2 separate regions of the Rattus norvegicus genome follow, and region 1 is linked to region 2. The links are chromatin contacts, called in public Hi-C maps. All regions are on one chromosome and are shown on one strand. The core of a region is the stretch at or near the end of the contact, and the rest is flanking DNA. Distances in the headings are between cores, read along the strand shown. Region 1 holds the start of Snupn (snurportin 1). Region 2 overlaps Cspg4 (chondroitin sulfate proteoglycan 4).

Region 1 (2,700 bases), core at 2-2,501, 54 kb before region 2:
TGGCTTTGTAGCTCAGTGACAGTGCTTGGTTTTGATTGGTTTGGGGGTGGAGCAAGGTTAGTAAACATGAATTCACCATCTTAACCTCAAATATACAGTTCTGCAGTGGAAAGTATTTTTACATTGTTATCAACTGTTTCCACCCTGCAAGACTGGGCAGGACAGGATAGGATCTAGGGTGGAAGGGTACTGGAGAGATGATTCAGCCATTAGATTAAGAGTACTGGTTGCTCTTCCAGAGGACCTGCGTTCCACACGGTGATTCATGACCACCTGGAAACCAGTTCCAGGGAACTGGAGCCCTCTTCTGACTTTCCTCCCAGCACTGCACCCAAATGGTGCTGATACACTAAGGCAAAACACACATACACATATGCATACATGACCCATGAAAATAAATAGGAAAAATAAAGGATGGTGCTATACCTCAGTTGGTAAAGTACTTGCCAAGTATGCACCATATTTGCACCAAGCCTTGGGTCATACATAACCCAGGAGAAAAAAGAAAGCTGCATTCCTATATTCTTAAGACATTAAACATATTTTTCTTCTGTTTTGTTTTTTTCGGGACAGGTTTTCTATGTAACACACCTGGCTGTAATGGAACTCGCCTTGTAGACCAGGCTGGCCTCGAACTCATAGAGCTCTGCCTGCCTACTGAGCGTTGAGATTAAAGGCGTGCGCCACCGCGCCCAGCTAAGAGTGCTTTCTTAGAAAATTTGTTAAAAGTGCCATTATCAGTGTGAATTTAAGGTGTGCATTACAGTCTTTGTAATATAACGGGGAGTATTCGGTAGATAATTACTGCGCTTCCCCCTCAGTATGCCATTGAAACGGTCCCTAACGGTACCCTAGGTGGCATACACCTGCAAAGCAGCAAGGCAGGAGGCCGAGGAAAGAAGCAAACGAACTCTTAAGTGTCAGGCCCACCAAGCCTCTTCTCCAGCGCTACAGATGCTCCCACCACGCGTCCGTGAACTCTGCCGTCCTCCCCTCTGCTGTCTCTCTGGCAATGGAGTTGTCTGTTTCTCGGTTATAGAATTCGCCTTGCTACACATTAATGTTCCTCATGAGTTAGGGCCAGTCTGTCTGGAATACGACGACAGAAAGATGGCCAAATCCGAGACCCGCAAGACTGGCCGGCCTCCACAGGTAACAGCGGTGAAGCCAGAATCCGTCGGAAGAAGTTACAGCTTGCGCTGAGAGAGAACTCCAAAGTAGACAAGGCCAGACTTACCACACCAAGGTGCCACTCGCGCACGCCGCTGGTGCCTACGCCGATTGACCAATTAGGTGCCCTAGCGGAGCTAGGCACGCCCCCTCAGACTTGTCACGCAAACTTCCGGCTCCGCCTGCCGCGGTGCATCGCGGGAGTTGAGTCGCGGCAGGCCATTACTTCCGCCCTGAGCTAAGGGACGCTTCTCGCCAGGAAGGGGCTTTCAGATTTGGTTTAGGGTTTGTTCGAGATTCTAGTGATATTGTCAGTGGCGCGGAAGCTTCAGTACTGATCGCAAACTTGCCCCGTGTCCTTTCACCGACAAAACTGTGACTTCATGGCCGCCACCTTCCCAGGTCTGCCCAAGTTGCAGAGTTGCGGCGACAGCCCCTTTGTCTTGCTTCTGTGGTTTTCTCAATGACTTTCAAGTTTCGAACTAATAAACTTTTTTTCCCCATTATCCCTTCTAACACGACGCGAAAGGGCCCTGATTCGATTCCTGAGAGGTAGCGTTCAGCACTTGAGTCCGATGTGAAAGTGACTAAATGAGTGGACCAGACCAAACCCATAAACCGTGTCTGCAGGGTAAGACTGCTAGGATGTAAAATGAAAACAGGCTTGCTACTTACCCAGTGCTTATAATGAGAGCCAGATGCGTTGCTTCTAACGCCTCAATGAACCCGGGTGTGGGTAGGGATGTAGCTCAGCAGAGTGGGTAGGTGGGAGGTGAAAACAAGACTTGTGATAGTGCTAGCGCATGCCTTTTAATACCAGCACTCAAGAGACAGATAGGCAGATCTCTATGTTAGAGGACACAGAGTCTTCAGAGTTCCTGGAAAGTAAGGAGTCCTGTGGGTGGCCGGGAGGGAGTAATTTGGAGAGGGTGGTGGTGGTGGTATCTGGCGCAAGCCATTAATCCTAGCACTCAGGAAACAGAGGCAGGCATATATCTGTGAGTTCCTGCCTCAAAAAGAAATGACAAAATATACATGTATAAAAATAGCAGGATGGACTGGAGAGGTGGCCCATCGGTTAACAGCACTAACTTCTTTCAGAGGTCCTGAGTTCAATTCCCAGCAACCACATGGTGGCTCACAACAATCTGTAATGGGATGCGGTGCCCTCTTCTGTTGTTTCTGTAGAGAGTGATCCTCCTGAGTTCAGCCCAGACTGCCTAGAATACGACGACAGAAATATGGCCAAATCCGAGACCCCACCCCACCCCCCAAGACTGGCCGGCCTCCCCAGGTAACAACTGGGAAGCTAGAGTCCTGGGTCTGTCGGAAGAGGTTACAGCTTGTACTGAGAGAGAACTCCAAAGTAGACAGGACCAGACTTACTGCACCAAGGAGCCACTATCCCGCAGCTAGTGCCTTCAAGGACTGACCAATTTCTGAATGACCATGTCATTCAGAAAATCACATTAGCAAGATAAAGGGTCTGAGCAGACCCAGGGAGGTGGCCACCATGAAGTCACAGTTTTG
Region 2 (2,837 bases), core at 208-2,707:
GGGGAAACCCCAGAGATTTCTCAGGCTCCTTTCTCCCTCACCACCCAGGTCCTATCTGGGTTACTGCAAACGTTTTCTCTCTCATGTTCTGCTCAAGGCCTCTGCCCACTGCCTCTACAGTCCTAACACAGGGTAAGCCTTTGAAAACATAGGGTTAGTTTCCTGTTTTTGTTTTGAACAAGAGTCTCACTATGTTGCCCAGGCTGGCCTTGACCTCCCAAGCTCAAGTGATTCTCCTGCCTCAGCCTCCCAAGTAGCTGGTGTGGGCCACTGTGCCAGGTTAGCATTTAAGCTTGGCTCTTGTTCAGTGCTGCAACAGCTCACTATCTGATCACAAAAACGCCATTGTTGGGGTTGGGGATTTGGCTCAGTGGTAGAGCGCTTGCCTAGCAAGCGCAAGGCCCTGGGTTCAGTCCCCAGCTCTGAAAAAAAGAAAAAACAAAACAAAACAAAACAAAAAAACCCACCATTGTTATCCAGGAGACCTCACACTGACTCCCTGTCACATCAACTTTACGACCTATTCTTTAGGGCTATACGTATGCTCAACACCAAGTAATATTATTTGTCTCTGTAAAGAAATCTGTTTCCTGCACCTTCTGATCAAGACACATCCTCATGCCTTATCTTTGTTTTCCCCTTTTAGGAAGGAAACACAGGAAGATTTTTCCTTTCAGCAAAACAGGACTTGCGCAATAGTAAAACAGAAACAGAGTGGGATCGTTGTAAGCAAGCTATCTTGGAGTCCCAGAGTATTTCAGTAGGGTTGTGCTGTCTACACTGGGAGCCGATCCTCATTAGGAGAGGGGCATCTCCTCAGTGGTTTGCTACAAGAAGGAGCACAGGCCTTTAAAGGATTGGTTTAACATGTTTCTGTGAACTTTCCTAAGACTTCAACGCTGACAACTAATGTTAAGATATTAAATGTAATGTGTACTCAAATAAAACACATCTGTGGGCCAGATGTGTCCTGAAGGATTGAAGACTGTCAGTTGTAACCTCTAACCCAGGCTGATGGTGGGCACGGTGGGAAAAGGAGCCTCCCAGCAGTGGTGGTGGTGGTCAGTGTGACACCTGGCTGGCTATTGGTGCTCCTGTATGAGAAGGCCTCAGTGAGAAAAAAGGCAAAACTCAGGCCAGGTGTGCAAGGGTCTCCCAAGCTCTGGGGACAGTGTCCTTGGGTGAAGGGGACTCAGACAAGCAGTTAGAAGGCTTAATCATGGCCTTGCTTCTTACTGGCCATGTATACAAATAAAAATCACCTGACCTCCTACGCGCTTCTTTGTCTGCAAATTGAGGTCACCTGAGCCCTGCCCTGTCCAGCCCAGTGTCTTGAAGGGCAGTGGTACTGTCAAGCCACTGCATACTGCTGCCTGGTCTCTGCCCGTGGAGGAGGGTGTCTGTGCCACGTAGCCTCTTTCCAGCCTTCTTGGGTGGCACTGCCACTCTGGCCCCCTGGTGGCCATTCGCTCCTGTCCTTTGTGTTACTGGAGCGTGGGGGACTGCTGAGTGGGGGAGGAGCACTCATGGCCTTGTCCCAGTCTCTCCTCCTTCCTGGTCTCTGATAACAAAGCTCCCAGTGACTCAGGACAAACAGCTGCCCTAGCCACTGGCAGATTTCATTGTGGGGAGGGGGCAGAAAGAGGCTGTGGTAGATGCTAGGGCCTGGGAGAGGAGAGAATACAAGCCTAGCAAAAGATGTGTGGGCTCTGAGGAATCATACGTGAACCTAGTTAAGACAGCTTCTTCCTCTGAGCTGCCTGCTAGGTGGGAGTTGCTACCCCCTGCCAGCTTCTCTACCTCACTACTTCTCATGGGGAAGCACACACCCTGATGGGGTAGAAAGGAACTTGTGGGGCCCAGAAGGCCTCTGAGGGAAAGGAGTGCTGGAAAGAGACCTAGAGATAGGTCCTGCCCTTTTTAAGCGCCAGGGTAAGCCCCTTTGGAAAGTTCTTGGAGCGGCACCACAGTACTGCAGATCCAGTGGCAGGGCCAGCTGTGTCCTTTTGGATCCTGCTCATGTAGAAATAATGGGGGCCATACTGTAATTTTATGGCCTCTAGGTAGGAGCACCAAGTGTGTTGTTTGCTCACAAGAGCCTGTCCTCCACCATGGACACCCAGAGGAGCTGCTCACAGTGCTTAGACCCTGTGGGGACCAATCTGCACGTGTTGTAAGGTAAGTGATAACTGCCTAGTTAGCATCAACAGCCCTAGCATCTCAGCAGCTCAGTCAGCCTCGACTGGGAATTATAATTTTCACTGGTGGTCCTGGGGTGCCCTAGGAGCTCTGCTCCAAAGAGCAGATACCAGCGTCCCTCACCTTGACCCATTCTGCCTGCGACTCATCTGCTCCCAGCTTGCTACATTCTCTGGCACCTTTCCTGAGCCTCAAGCTCAACTTTATCCTGCACTGTCCCGCTGAAGTGAGCTCAACCCATCACCAGCCGCTTGGGTGCCTCTGGTCCACCTTCCTGGGCCCTTTCAGCCTCTAGGATCCAGCTACAGCTTCCTTCTGGAGGCCTAACCCTGAGCTGGGGCAGAATCCAGAGATGCTAGCTGCCTGTGATGTGTATGCTCCAGCTGGCAGCCACCTGAGGTAAGGTGGTGTCTGTGGGATGGCTGAGGAGTGAGGCCCTTACCTCAGCCTGGGTGAAGTTCACCAAAGCCTCCTCTGCACTTCCTTGCTGGGCATGGAGGAGTCGGCCGAGCTGGGGGCCTCTTACCACCTGGTAGAGCAGGTGACGAGGGTCGGAGCCTGTACTGGAGCTGGCACTCAAGCTCTGGCTGCTGAGTGGCTGCACAGACTCTGTAAAGCATGAAGGAGCCTGTTAGCTT

What was found. A called contact is a pair of places that touch in the nucleus more often than the background predicts.
Region 1: a Hi-C map of Schwann cells shows a contact between it and region 2, with 6 times the contacts expected there. The contact joins the promoter of Snupn here to the enhancer-like site in region 2. A contact is called at or near these places in 10 of 12 Hi-C or Micro-C datasets (the A7r5 cell line, the Rat2 cell line, Schwann cells and 5 more).

Annotation. Positions count from the first base shown.
Region 1 is chr8:66,242,678-66,245,377 of GRCr8, reverse strand. It overlaps Snupn (snurportin 1), which reads right to left and starts at 1,251. Exons shown (of 9, transcript NM_001004270.1): 1 at 1,238-1,251.
Region 2 is chr8:66,188,736-66,191,572 of GRCr8, reverse strand. Cspg4 (chondroitin sulfate proteoglycan 4) reads right to left here. Exons shown (of 10, transcript NM_031022.2): 8 at 2,642-2,808. Among named protein-coding and RNA genes, the nearest start is that of Trnap-agg41, 24 kb to the right of the region's middle. Within about 2 kb of position 1,457, at least 36 of the 93 cell types and tissues checked have an H3K27ac peak or open chromatin away from gene starts, as enhancers often do. A contact at or near this core is called in the A7r5 cell line, Schwann cells and liver, where this site is marked.